Regions from separate parts of the Mus musculus genome. Here regions 1 and 3 are each linked to region 2. The links are chromatin contacts, called in public promoter capture Hi-C maps. All regions are on one chromosome and are shown on one strand. The core of a region is the stretch at or near the end of the contact, and the rest is flanking DNA. Distances in the headings are between cores, read along the strand shown.

Evidence for each region. Promoter capture Hi-C pulls out the DNA fragments that hold promoters and counts their contacts.
Region 1: a promoter capture Hi-C map of liver shows a contact between it and region 2, with 2.2 times the contacts expected there. The contact joins the promoter of Zfp941 here to the promoter of Ifitm3 in region 2. A contact is called at or near these places in 18 of 39 promoter capture datasets (3T3-L1-derived adipocytes, the C10 cell line, the HPC-7 cell line and 12 more), 2 of 484 Hi-C or Micro-C datasets (liver and nephron progenitors), 4 of 115 datasets of contacts at active chromatin or transcription factors (bone marrow-derived macrophages, embryonic stem cells and hepatocytes) and 3 of 9 other capture datasets (adipose tissue, liver and pancreatic islet).
Region 3: a contact with region 2 is called in a promoter capture Hi-C map of liver, with 4 times the contacts expected there. The contact joins the promoter of Irf7 here to the promoter of Ifitm3 in region 2. A contact is called at or near these places in 6 of 39 promoter capture datasets (the C10 cell line, the HPC-7 cell line, embryonic stem cells and 2 more) and 1 of 9 other capture datasets (adipose tissue).

The regions. Positions count from the first base shown.
Region 1 is chr7:140,820,657-140,825,017 of GRCm38.p6, forward strand. It overlaps Zfp941 (zinc finger protein 941), which reads right to left and starts at 1,522. Exons shown (of 3, transcript NM_001001180.2): 1 at 1,379-1,522. The coding sequence starts at 1,381.
Region 2 is chr7:141,008,602-141,013,326 of GRCm38.p6, forward strand. Ifitm3 (interferon induced transmembrane protein 3) reads right to left here and starts at 2,143. Exons shown (of 2, transcript NM_025378.2): 1 at 1,796-2,143; 2 at 989-1,288. The coding sequence starts at 2,044. The coding sequence ends at 1,124.
Region 3 is chr7:141,264,088-141,269,059 of GRCm38.p6, forward strand. It overlaps Irf7 (interferon regulatory factor 7), which reads right to left and starts at 2,337. Exons shown (of 10, transcript NM_016850.3): 1 at 2,303-2,337; 2 at 1,536-1,957; 3 at 1,290-1,452; 4 at 988-1,204; 5 at 638-696; 6 at 406-568; 7 at 136-228. The coding sequence starts at 1,549.

The DNA.
Region 1 (4,361 bases), core at 272-2,771, 190 kb before region 2:
AAGCTAGCCAGGACTACACCCTGAGACACTGTCTCGGAGTTGGGAGGAGAAAGACCAGACATTTTTATTTTGATATAAGTAAGAAATACACAGCCGGGCGTGGTGGCACACGCCTTTAATCCCAGCACTAGGGAGGCAGAGGCAGGCGGATTTCTGAGTTCGAAGCCAGCCTGGTCTACAAAGTGAGTTCCAGGACAGCCAGGGCTATACAGAGAAACCCTGTCTCGAAAAACAAAAAAAAAAAGAAAGAAAGAGAGAAAGGAAGAAAGAAAAAAGGAAACACACTGTCAAAAAAAAAAAAAAACCCTTACTAATCTATTTGAAAATTATGGTTTGCTTTCTTTTCAGACACTATTAATATGCACACACCTAACAACGCAAATTAAGAGCAACATCTGAGTCTTACACTTTTTTCAATTTTTTTCCTATTGTTTATTAACTATTTGTTTTGAGCTATATTTTGGATTTTTAAGACACTTGGGAATATATGATTTTTTTTTCCTGAAAAATAAAAGAAAGGAGTGTATATCTATGACAAGAAAATGTGCTACAATGAAAAGCTGCCCACAAAGGTCTGCTTCAGGCCCTTCACGAGTACAGCCAGTACCTTCCATAAATGTGAGCCTTCATTCTCAAAAGCAAAACAAGCACAGAACTTTAAAAGCTTCTGAATCAAATATAATGATTTATGCAGGATACTTAAGGAATCCCCAAGCTTGAGAGATGGATCAGTGGTTAAAAATCCCTTGCTGTTCTTACAGAGAACCAGTTTGGCTCCCATTGCCCATGTCAGGTGACTCACAACTGCCACCCCTGATCCAACAGATCCAATGACCTCATCCACAAGCACGTCACATTTGCGTGTGTGCATGCGTATACCTAAAATAACAATAAAAATGTTAATTCCACAAGATAAAGAAAAAAGCAGTTATCAATATAGTGGAAAATTTGGCCGACTGCGCATTAACCAAGTTTTCATCAGCTATGTAGAACAAAATGGCAGAAAGCAGCATCTGGCTCCAGGATCTTTCTTGCCCAGCTGCTGATGGAAACCACACAAGCCAGCCAATAGGAATCCTTCCCTGAGATCACGGTGATCAGCACATCTGAAGTGTATGGCAGGAACACAGCCGCCCAGAGATGGCTCGCTCAGCAGGATCTGAGCACACTACGCAGGGTGGGCAACTAACAGCTTTACCAGGGACCCACTGTCCGCCTAGCACCACCCTGCAAAAGGACCAGACGAGACCCAGAGTCCCCACTGTCTGCACAGCCCCGCCCCAAAACGGAGGAGAGTTGGAACCCCCGCTACCCTGGGGCAGCCTCCAGGGAGACCTGTGGAGGCTGGATCCCGCCAGGACGTCAGGCAGACACTCACCATCTCCTCGCTTCTATAGTATCCCGGGCCCCTACGCGTGCCTCTGGGACCAGATCACAGGATGACAAAGCACCTAACAACGTCAGTGCCTCTGCTGCAGAACAGCAGGAGCTCCCAAAGGTGCCAAAGATGGCCAGCTCCAGCGAAAGCACGCGAGGTTTTGAGAGCCTGCCCACCGCTCTGGCCACGTTCCTAATTGGACAGTTATCAAACAACACCTCTGATTGGACAGGGCTCCAGGCCCAATTCCTCTACCTTAGGATGGCAATAAATGATTGCTGTTGATCTGTTTTGCATTGGGTTTGGGTTTCAATTTCAATTTGGTTTGGGTGGATTGAGCCCAGGACTTCTGTCAGCAGCTATGTTAAAGGCAAATTTTCCACCAGGAGGACATAGCCCATCAAAAGACATTTTAATTTAACTTTACATAGTCATTATCAATTTATTGATATGTAACTGATCTGTAAATATTCATACAGAGGAATATAATGATAGTTACCTTTAAGCCCATCAAATGGCATTTTAATTTAACTTTAAATAGTCATATCAACTTATTGATATGTAAATGATCTGTAAATATTCACACAGAAGAATATAATGATCGCTATCTTTAAAATTCACTTAACCTTTCCAGTCTCTGGTGTTACAGTGTTCTAGTACACAACTAGAGAGTAAATGTTAGAAAGCTCAGAAGAGGCGGCTTCTGAGGTTAAGAACTAGTACTCGTTCTTCCAGAGGACCTTAGGTCTGTTCCTGGCACCCAGCCGACTCATAGCTGCCTATGCCTCCAGCCCACTTCTGGCCTCCCCCAGCACTGCACTTAAGTGCACATATTCCCTGGGCACTCACATAAAACAAGGGGCTGGAGAGATGGCTCATAGGTTAGGAGCACTGGTTGTTCTTCCAGATGATAAGGGTTCCAGTGGTCCCTGAAGACTGCCTTTGTGAGATGTAGGTTTAACTAGAGAGAAATAGGGAGAGGACACTGCCGGTGTGTATAATTAATCATCCCTAGTAGTCAAGTATGGTTGGGTTGATGATCAGTTTGGGTTCTGCAAGGTGGTCTTAGCAGACCAATCTGGTTTGCATTATGACTCTTGCTTCTCTATAGAACCTCAACTGCCCGCATTTGGAGATGGTCTATCCTAGGCGCCCTCAATTGTTTGGAAGTAATTTTTATTCCCTAGAGGTATTTATCAGTCCTGTAGTTTCTAGAATTCAAAGAATTCCAGTGGGACTTGGGAGCTGGAACAGGACATTGTAAACGCTAAGCGATGTGTAAAGGGGGTAGATACAAATTCAAAGCAGAACTGCCAGGCTTTGATTTACTCTGCATTTACTCCATGTGGACCCAAGTGAAAAATCAGTAATACTATTTTGATAAAAAGTGATTTGGGAGTACTGTTTTATCGGGAAGCAACTTAAGCTTTGACGTGAGAGGCAATCCCTCAATGCAGGAATGCCCACCACATATACAATGTGAGGCCCAGTGTAAAGTTTAAAGTTTCTCCTATTCACATTTTTTAAATTAGAAGAAACAAGCAAATGGCCAACAGTCAATTTAAAGGATTCTCAAATAAATAACCTTTAGAGACAGTCAAGGTTAAACCACTATGGCATATAACTTCATAGCTATTACATTAGCAACTATCTGAAAAATAAGTAATAGCAAATTATCTCACACATATGGAGAAAGCTGAAATCTCCATTCTGTTTTTAAAACAATTGGTTCTAAAAGAAAAAAAAGTTCTAATCCATTACTGATTAGTTTATGGTGTGTTTGTGTTAGTTATTTTTCTATTCCCATGACAGAACACCATGACCAAGGCAACTTATAAAATAAACCATTGTATTTAGGGCTCACAGTCCCAAAGGGTTAGAGTCTATGACCATCATGGTGGGGAGCATGGCAGCAGGCAGGCAGGCATGGTGCCGGGGCAGTAGCTGAGAGTTTACATCTCCAACCATGAGGCAGAGAGAGCTAACTAGGATTGGCAGAAACCTCACACCCAAATAGTTACAGCAACTGGGGACCAAGTATTCAAATATACGAGCCTATGGGGGTCATTCTCCTGCAGACTGCTGTAGATGGGGATACAGAGCAAAGAAAACACCACTGAGGTTGTGTTTCCAATCCAGTGAAAACCTTCTTTGCATTTTTGTTTGAAACATGCTCTCCAAGTATATTTTAACTGATACATGCAAAGCATGCATAATATGCGTATGCATACTCACTAATAATGAGATAACAAGTAATGTTTTGACAAATTTCTACACTGTGCGCTGTATAACCACACCTCTTTAAATATTTGTGGTGAAAGCTTTCAAAGCTCTTCAAGCTTTCTGAATTTCATATTACATGATTGTTACATGTAAGTTACCTTAATGAGGAATAACACTGCAAAATTTCTTGTTCCTCTATCAAAATACTCATTTCCCTTTACCCTGAATGCCAATAAACAACATTGTAGCATTAATTATTATAAAACCCACTTTCCTAGACTTCCATATATGAGTGCGATAATTGAGTGAAATTCCTTCCTTGCCTGGTATGAAGCAGCCATGTCTAACCCTCTCCTCACAAAGTTCAAACAACAAATCAAAGTAAGATTTCATTAAAGTACACCCTGAAGAACTAACAGTTTACTGGGCTTAGTTATGTAGGATGAGTACGGGATTGCTGGCAGGATTGTGGGTGACCATAAAGCAACTGTACTGAAAAGCCTGCACCCAGTATAGATGATAGCTCCCTATGGCTACATAAATGGGACCTGCTCTGTTAACATTCCCCAGCCTATATACTCTAGCACCTCCCTGAGGCCATATGCAATTTGGGCAGAATTACCTGGCATGGATAAGAGGCATGGCTGCAAACTCAGGTGAGGGTCCAACAACCCTCCCTTCCTCCTCCTCCTCCTCCTCCTCCTCCTCCTCCTCCTCCTCCTCCTCCTCCTCCTCCTCCTCCTCCTCCTCCTGTGAGTGA
Region 2 (4,725 bases), core at 893-3,392:
GATAAGAAACCCAAACCCTTTAACTTGCAAAAGTGCCCCCACCCCTTTCTACCCACCACACCCACTCCCAAATTCCTGGCTGCAACCACTACAGCGACTTTCCACTAACCAAGGCACTTCAGATCCACCGTGCTGCCCTGGGTATGATGGTGACATTAAAACCCCACCACAATGATTTAGGAGGACAAACGGAGTCCCATAGATCCAGGCTACTTTTGAGGTGCTTGCCTCTGGGAACCAGAAATAAGTTCCCTTGGAAAGGCAGCTATGAGATGAATGATTGACCCCTGCACCAACAGAAACAGATAGCGCCCATCCATTCCCAGGAGACTCCTAAACTCAATGCACTAAGTGAAGTGGAAACGTGGGTACTAGGATCCCGACCAGAGAGGTGAGTCCTGCATACCCCGGCACAAGAAGGCGTGATTGGCGCTCTCCCTTACCATATAGGGTCCGGGGGAGCGGGGTCGGTGGGGGGGTGGGGGAATGGAAGCACCACGCGGCCACCGTACCTGCAGAGTGCCGGCAGGGGGCGCCAGGGCAGCGACTTTGAGCCTTAAAAGGTCATTCTAGGCTCCAGGGCGACAAGGAATGAACTGCATCGCTGCTGTGGGACCAGTAGGGGACACCAGGCCCCCACCACAGCACCCAGCAAATCCTGGACAGGATCAGCCCAGGGTTCCCCCGGGAAGCAGGCATGGAACTTTTGACACCATCTTGTCTGGTTCAGAGTATTCGTCCAGAAGAATACGGACCCAGACCTGGTCCTCCACTTCTGAACTGGACTGGGTGCCCTGGAAATGTGGGGCCAGGGCCAGTTGAAGCTTGAGTTCTCCCTGCCTGAAGCAGCCAAATACCATCCAGGACTTTGGCCAGCAAATGTCCACAACAGCAGGCCAGAGACTACTGCCAAATTGAGGATAACCTACATGTCCACCTCAGAGCAAGGAAGATAGAGGGGTGGGAGGAATAAAAGCAGTCATAGGATGGTGGTTATCAAGTGCACTTTATTGAATCCACTGTGGATAGATAAATGAGTGTTACACCTGCGTGTAGGGAGGGGCAAGGAGGGACGCAGCTGCGGAGGGTGAAGCACTTCAGGACCGGAAGTCGGAATCCTCTATTAAGTGTGAAGGTTTTGAGCGTTAAGAACAATGATGATGACACTAACAATGGTGATAACAACCATCAGGATGCTGAGGACCAAGGTGCTGATGTTCAGGCACTTAGCAGTGGAGGCGTAGGCCTGGGCTCCAGTCACATCACCCACCATCTTCCGATCCCTAGACTGGAGCAGAACAGATAGACACGGTCAGTGGCCCTGGAGCTGATAGGCAGATGCTCTGACAGTTTTCCTGACGTACTCCCTGTGGACTGCATCTCCCCATCTTAGGTCAGGAACATTTTACATCCTCTGATCATCCAGGAGGCCCTAGCACTTGTTGTTCACCCCACTGTAGGCTATTGTTCCCCATGAATCTCCTGAACATTTTCCACACAGGCTAGAATCCCAGTCTGTTGAGTGAAGGTGCTATAGGCATCTCTGCATTGGAAGAGTCTGACTCCAGAATCCCCAGGCAGCCTCACCCTGTGTCTGCCCCCAGAGAGCCTTTAAGCCTACACGTGTACACACACACACACACACACACACACACACACACCACAGAAGAATGAACACAAACTTATTTTAAACAAAGGACCCCACACTCATACCTCGGTGCCATCTGGGTAGATGGAGCTTCAGGTTCACACACACCTTTTTACACCATCACTCCCCCCATTCTAGCACACTCACCTTCACGGAGTAGGCATAGGCTATGAAGCCCAGGCAGCAGAAGTTCATGAAGAGTGTATTGAACAGGGACCAGACCACATGGTCAGGCACCGACACCTCTCTGGGCATGTTGATCACAGTAGTTCTGACAGAAGCCGATCCGTGCGGTGCCCCCATCTCAGCCACCTCATATTCTTCCTTGATTCTTTCGTAGTTTGGGGGCTGTCCTCCACTGGCAGCGGTGATGAAGGCTTGAGAAGTGTGGTTCATGGTGCGGAGCAAAGGCAGCACTGAAGGGCAAAGGATGGAGCGCGCTGCGGGTCTGCCCTTTCTGCGGCAGTTTCGGTTTCTCAGAAGTTTCCTTTTCCTGAATTTTGGCTTGATGAAACTGCTCTGGGTTCAGAGGGGCGGGGATCTAAAAAGCCTGCGGATCAAATTACTCCAGGGCAGGATGTCAGGAAGGATTGTGAATCAGGGGAACTTCCAGGCCAGGAGCCCAAGTCAGGACTTGTCCCAAGGCCCAAACCTCAGTGTTTAAGAGTGAGGGGTCCTGGAGTCAACCAAGCTCACGCTCACAGCTGCAGAACCTCACTGTTCCTTATCAAGGTCCCAGCCAGGCCCCAAAGAACCCTCTATTCTTTATTCAGCAATAAAGAGTGCCCAGAGAGCCTCTCACTATGAACGCCAGTTCTCCTGGCTTCATAGACAGGTGGGATGAACGGTACTTCTTGTGTTTTAAAGAGGAGAGAGAAGGAATATCTTCGGTGGCTATGCAGTCATATGTTGGGGGAGGGGGGGCCTCTGCAGGCCCACGCTGAAGCGTCCCTTCCCTTTGAGGGACCAGCCACACGGTGGTATCGCATAGAACAGAGTTTATTCTCTATTCATGGGGAGGGGGTTGAGAGGGTAGTAGAGACAGAGAAAGGCAGAGAGAGAGAGAGAGAACAGAGAAGTAGAGGCTGGCCATGAGCACTCGGAGGGAGTGGGGAATGAGGAGGGGGAAGCAGGTGCAGGAAGGTTAGAGAGTAAGGGGGGGAGCAGCCCCTTTTAGTGTGAGTCAGGCACACCCAGCTGTTGCCAGATAACTGTGGGGCAGAGCCTAGACAAAATGCTAACACGCCTCTGTGTCTCTCTCCTTGCAGAGCCCTAGTGCCCTAAGTGTGATCAACCACTGGACTTTGGTATTAGAACTAAATGATCTTCGGTCACTTGGCTCTGACCTCATGGTCCTGGGCTGGCCTGTTGGTGCTACAGCCACTCTTTTTCCCTCCTGCCCTAACAAAATTTATTAGTGCTAGTGGCATGGTCACCGAGAGGACCTTCGTCCTACCAGAGACGCTTTCTCAAACGCTTGGTGGGGTGAGGGCTGTGACCAGGAAAGCTACTCCTGATCATACTGAAGGACTCAGTGATAACAGGGACATCTGGCCTGGCTTCTCTTGTTAGGACTTGCATCCACTTTCTATCTTGGTGGCACTGGAAGGACCAGGCTACTACAGAGATCTCCTTCAAGGTGCCCTGCAGCACCCACCCTTCCTAGTGCCCTGAGTCTTGGGAGCTGGGGCTGCTCTAGTTTCTAGGTTCCACTCATTTCATTATCTTTCTTGAGTTCTTCACAGAGACATCAGCACCTCCTACAGACTCCCTTCTTTGCAGTCCTATTAGCTGGTGCTGGTTTAGTCAACATCTCTGAAAAAGTCTGCCTCTGGGAAGCTAGGTAGAGTGGTTTCCATGGGCGTACCTACCTCACAGAGGCCTCCTTCCAGGCCTCAGTCAGGCCTCAGGCCTCAGGGGTAGGGCTTTGGACTGGCCACAGGGACTCTGATTGGAGCCTGAAAGTGGTGGTTTCTGTTGGTTTCTGGTGTTATTTCTTTCTGTTCTGCGGATACCTCTCCAAGGCCTACTTCACACTGCTCTTCACACATCCTTCTGTTGCCTCTCAGCGGAGTGGGAGATAAAATAATATGAATGACACACACACACACACACACACACCCAGCCCTTAAGTGATAGCAAGCGTTATCCTGTGGTCACAACACACTCTGGTTTCAGGAATGATGGATCTTGGTATAACTTTTTTGTTGTTGTTGTTGTTGTTTTTGATTTTTCGAGACAGGGTTTCTCTGTGTATTCCTGGCTGCCCTGGAACTCACTCTGTTGACCAGGCTGGCCTCGAACTCAGAAATCTGCCTGCCTCTGCCTCCCAAGTGCTGGGATTAAAGGCATGCGCCACCACGCTCGGCTTGGTATATAACTTTTTAAATAGTGAACAATATTTAACTTCAGTCATAGCTCTGTTTACTATGGTCTCCCAACGTTCCTGAAGGCCAACACATTTGCTCCTGGATGTTCTCAGACCATCCTGAAAGTTAGTGGTCACCTCAAACTTTATGGCCACTTCTCTGCCTTTCTCAGTCACAGGGATCCTATTTCCCTGGTGGCCTTGATGAGCCTGAGGGCTTTGCATATCAAGGCCTTCACATGCACTCAATCCCCAGGCTCGTCTCCCCACCCACAGAGGTGGGGAGCTATACTCAGCCCTGCATGTATGACCACCCTAGTCAGTGTCTTCCTGTGGCCCCCAAGTGAGCTGGACAGAAGACCTCTTCCTGTCTGACTCGCTCCTTCCCATATGAAACATCAGGGGAAGTTGAGACTCAGTCTTTGGATTTTTCCATCTTCTTTGTTAAGTGCTAAGGGCAATCTCTGCCCCCAGGGATCATCAGAGGGACAGGGATTGACCAGCCCTGCTGTAAGAACAAGGGTCAGGGTCAGCCTTTGCTCCACCCAGGATGACCCACTTCTGCCCCTGATGCACAACTGTTGACACTTTACCTGTCAGGTTCTGTCCTCACTCTGGTCTCAGGGGACAGTTCCGGCCAGTGCCCATGTTCTCTGATTTAGTATCCCTTACCTTTCAGACCTACTTAGCATCTGCTACCTGCAACTGA
Region 3 (4,972 bases), core at 1,087-3,586, 260 kb after region 2:
AGCATTTTGTCCCATGCCCCCTGCCAAGGACCCATTCACCTCCTACTGAGATGCAGGTGTGAAGGAGCAGTAGGGCAGAATTCTGCCCGGGAGGCTAGGAAAAGCTGTGCTAGCGCCTCCGCTCTAGATCCTCACCGGTGAGAGCTGGCTGTTGAGGCCTGGGACTGGGGACAGCTTCCACCTGCCATGCTGCATAGGGTTCCTCGTAAACACGGTCTTGCTCCTGGCCTGAGGGCAAATTGGAGCTGCCTGTCCATCTTAGCCCAGCTTCCCACCCCTGTCATTTTAACATCCTTATCTTTCCTCCTCCCAGCAAGGACTCTGTTGTCCTCCCTCTCATACAGCCTTGGGCAGATGGGTGTTCTCTAGCTTAGCCCCAGCTCTGTAACAGTAACTGCCTCTCACCAGGAGCCTGTGGTGGGACGGGGTCTGCCCCAGACTCGGATTCCAGTATGTGGCTGTACTGCAGAACCTGAAGCAAGAGGTCCCCGGCATCACTAGAAAGCAGAGGGCTTGGGGTTTGGAGCCCAGCATTTTCTCTTGCCAGAAATGATCCTGGGGACACACCCTGTAATAGACAGCATAGTGGTAGGCACCTGCCGATCCCCCACACCTAGGAAGGATGGACCAGATGTACCTGTGTGGGCAGAGCATTGCTGAGGCTCACTTCTTCCCTATTTTCCGTGGCTGGGCCCACTGAGGGAGAGGAGTGGGGAGGGGAGATTTGGTTACGATGCCCAAGCAGTTCCAAAAGTTCTCTATTTCTCATACCCTCTGTTCCCAAACCACCAGGTACCTCACTCAGCCCAAGGCTCTGACTTAGCAGGAAGTGTGCACTCCCCCTCCACCCCGACACACACACACTTTGGAAGGAGAGGAACTGAATCTACAACTAGTTTCAAAAACCACAAATCAAACCATTGAAACCACCAAAATGACAGAGGCCATGTACCTCCCTGGCCCATCCCTGTTTGTGGCACTGCTCACCAGTAGATCCAAGCTCCCGGCTAAGTTCGTACACCTTATGCGGATCAACTGGATCCCCTGAATTGTCTTGGCGCAAGATAAAACGCCCTGTGCTGTGGAGTGCACAGCGGAAGTTGGTCTTCCAGCCTCTTCGCTCTCTTCGCTCAGCAGCCTCAGCCTCTGGGGGTGGCAGGTTAACTCCACTAGGTGGCCACCTCCCTCGGGCCACAGCCCAGGCCTGAAGGAGAGGAGAGAGCATGGGTTGAGGCTGGATTCCCCCAGGAGTTCTGGCAGATTATAAAGAGGGCAGGACTGGGTACCACCTTGAAGATCTGTGCATCTTCTTCATCCAGATCCCTACGACCGAAATGCTTCCAGGGTACGCGGAAGACTGTGCGAGCCTCGTTCAGCCACTGCAGCCCCTCGTACTGGCCGCTGCTGACCTCCCCCAATAGCCAGTCTCCAAACAGCACTCGCTGGACCCCCCTGCAGGCAGAGCAGCCACGCTGGGGTTAGGGCTAATGTAAGGGACACAGGACCCAATACAACCAGGGTAGACATGTTCTCACCTCACTTCAGCCATTGCTCCGTCTACACAGGCAGTCTGGGAGAATCAAAGTAGATGCTACTACTCTGTGATGCCTTGTAGTCACTGGAGCAGTCAGCTATTGCAAATAAGGCCCCTTGGGTGCCTCTATGGTTTTAGGTTGTAGCCACAGATAGTGTGACCAAGTTTCACAAATGTGTTTTAAACGTTACAAGTGTTGGTAACAGGTAGGAATTTCAGTTTCACAAGTGTGACCCAGGTATTAGGGTGTTGAGGGTCACAGATGAGGTTTGAGAACTTGTGGTCACCTAGGTTCAGAACTCAGTGTAGATTCCTCTGCCAAGGTGGCTGTAGATGTGACTACAGATGTAGCGGGAGCGCACACGTGATGTCACAGGTGTTAATCCAGCGTCCGAGCCTGGATGGGCTGTCACAGGCTGGACCCTGCGAAGACACAAAAGGGGCGGGCCCAGACGAGTAAAACGAAACTGCATCTCAGGAAAATGAAACCTAAACAGTCTAAACAGCGCCCGGTAGCTGCTGGCTTCCCGCTGTCTCCACTGTCTCCATGCCTACCAGTGCAGTCCTCAAACTACACCCGACCCTTACTCAGATCCCAATCCCTGCAGACCCAATTGCAAATCCTGCCGGGACGTCTGCCCTCCTGTTTCCCCCGAGCTTCTCTTCACTGCCCTTCACTGATCACTCACTACTCTGTAGAGGGGACAAGAATTTCCCCTGTGGCACTAGCTCACCTCCCTCCCCGAGTGGCCCAAGAGTCCCACATACCTGGTACCGGAGCCGCCGGGACGGGTTTTATCTCAGTGAAAAGGAGGGTGCCAGTGCTTTTATAGTACTTCGGGCAGAGGCGGGGCAGAGCCCAGGCAGGGTGTGGCTTAAGGGCTCCAGACGTCACTAGGGTGTCACTAGTTTGTAGCACTCAATTGCAAATCCTTCCCTCCTGTTCCCCCCCCACCCCCCAGCTTCTCTTCACTGCCCTTCACTGATCACTCTCTCAGATTCAGTCTTCCAGGCTCTTTGTAGATTCAATGAGAGAGGCTGACCCTGCTTTGGACAGAACAGCCATGTCTTGGAGGACAGTAAGAATAGTAAGTAGGTGGAGGTCTATCTGCCAGGCTCAGCCCCTGGTGGAAGTGTGGGAAAGGTCTTTCCCCAGGACCTCTTCAGGAAAGCACATTGGGACAAGGCAGGGATACCCACAACAGTCAGTAGGTTTTGTTTGTTTATTTGTTTTGTTTAGCTGGCTGAAAAAAATCTTAGAAAGTGGAGTCTAAAGAGAGACTATGGTACAATTTGGCTTAACACTGAGAATGGTACAGATAAGAATATACCATCTGGGGGCTGGTGAGATGGCTCAGCAGGTCAGAGCACGACTGCACTTCTGAAGGTCCTGAGTTCAAATCCCAGCAACCACAAGGTGGCTCACAACCATCCGTAACAAGATCTGACTCCTTCTTCTGGTGTGTCTGAAGACAGCTACAGTGTACTTACATATAATAAATAAATAAATCTGAAAAAAAAAGTAAACTGGGCATGGTGGTGCACGCCTTTAATCCCAGCACTTGGGAGGCAGAGGCAGGCAGATTTCTGAGTTCGAGGCCAGCCTGGTCTACAAAGTGAATTCCAGGACAGCCAGGGCTACACAGAGAAACCCTGTCTCAAAAAACAAACAAACAAAAAACAACAACAACAACAACAAAAGTATACCATCTGGGAAGAATATACCATCTGGACAGAGGTTGAAGCAGAAGGATTGAGGCCAACCTGTGTTATAGAGTAAGACCCTGGAAGCTGAAGAGGCAGCTCAATAGTTAAGAGCCCTGGCTGCTCTTCCAGAAGTCCTCAGTTCAATTCCCAGCAACCATACGGTGGCTCACAACCATTTTTAATGGGACCTGATGCCCTCTTCTGGCACACAACTAAATATATATAATATATCTCCACAGTCAAGGGTTGTGTCCATCCTTCTTCAGAGAATCTTTTGTTTTGTTTTGTTTTGTTTTTGTTTTTTGAGACAGGGTTTCTCTGTGTAGCCCTGGCTGTCCTGGAACTCACTCTGTAGACCAGGCTGGCCTCAAACTCAGAAATCCACGTGCCTCTGCCTCCCAAGTGCTGGGGTTAAAGGCGTGCGCCACCCACCATACCTGGCCAAAGAAGCTTCTTATTGCAGTGGGTAGACCTTTAGGGAAGGGGGTGTCCTTTATTCAGTGATTAAATTGTCCTTGTTCCAGCTGGGTCAAGAAGCTAGAACTAAGAAATAGCTTAGTGGTTAGGGGCACGAACTGCTCTTCCTAGACAACAGGGGTTCAAATCCAGCACCCACATGGCAGCTCACAACTGTAACTCCAAAATTTGACACTGTCACATAGACATGCATGTAGATCATACACTGATACACATAAAAGTAAAAATTTAAAAACACCAAAACCAAACAAAACATTTAAATAGAAACTAGTTAAACTCAGAGGGATACTGAGAAGACGGAAAAGGAGGAAGGGGACTTGTTAAGAAGGCTTCCAACAAGGGGGAAAGAAAATGACAAGGGAGACTGGGGCATGGAAATCACCAGCCGAAATGAAAGTCAAAAGATACATTGTATGTATAAATGCATAAAACTGGATATTTAAAAGTATTCAGGGCTGGAGAGATGGCTCAGTGGTCAAGAGCACTGACTGCTTCACCAGAGGTCCTGAGTTCAATTCCCAGCAACCACATGGTGGCTCACAACCACCTGTAATGGGATCTAATGCCCTCTTCTGGTGTGGCTGAAGACAGTTATAGTGTACTTATATAGATAAGATAAATAAATAAGTCTTTTTAAAAAAAATAAAAGCATTCAAATACTTTGGAAAGGAGTTCAGGGTCACTTTTCATTAGAAAGCATGCCATGACTGCTGTTCAGGAAGAAGGCCAGATTGCGGGGTGCACACTGTGTGTAACTACCGTAGCCCTGGTTTTCCTCCATTCACTTACATGACCTGTAGCTTCCTATTTCTCATGTCTAAGCTTCCTGTGTGGGGCAGAGTGCCCTGTTCATTGCCAAAGCAGCCTTCCTTTTTCTTTTTCCTCAGAAAGGCTCTCTTTACATTAGGTTTGCCTTCCCTGGAACTCACTGTGGAGACTAGGTTAACCTCAAACTCAGAAAGACCTGCCTGCCTCTGCCTCACACATGCAGGGATTATGTGAGCTACCACTCTCAGCCAGATCTTTGAAATGGGCTGTGACCCTCATGAGGGTCCCAAACACCACGTCTCCCAAATGAACGTGCGTGTGGAGTGGACGGTTCTGGCTCCTTCCCCTCCCTCACGTGAAGCTGTCCATCTTGGGCAAGGAGCTGGAGCTCTCTAGCTTTCCTCTTAGCTACAGTGGGAACTTGCTTGTGGTTAGCCACCCGGAAGCCCGCAGCTGGGCGCTCACACCCATGGCACTCGTTCCCAC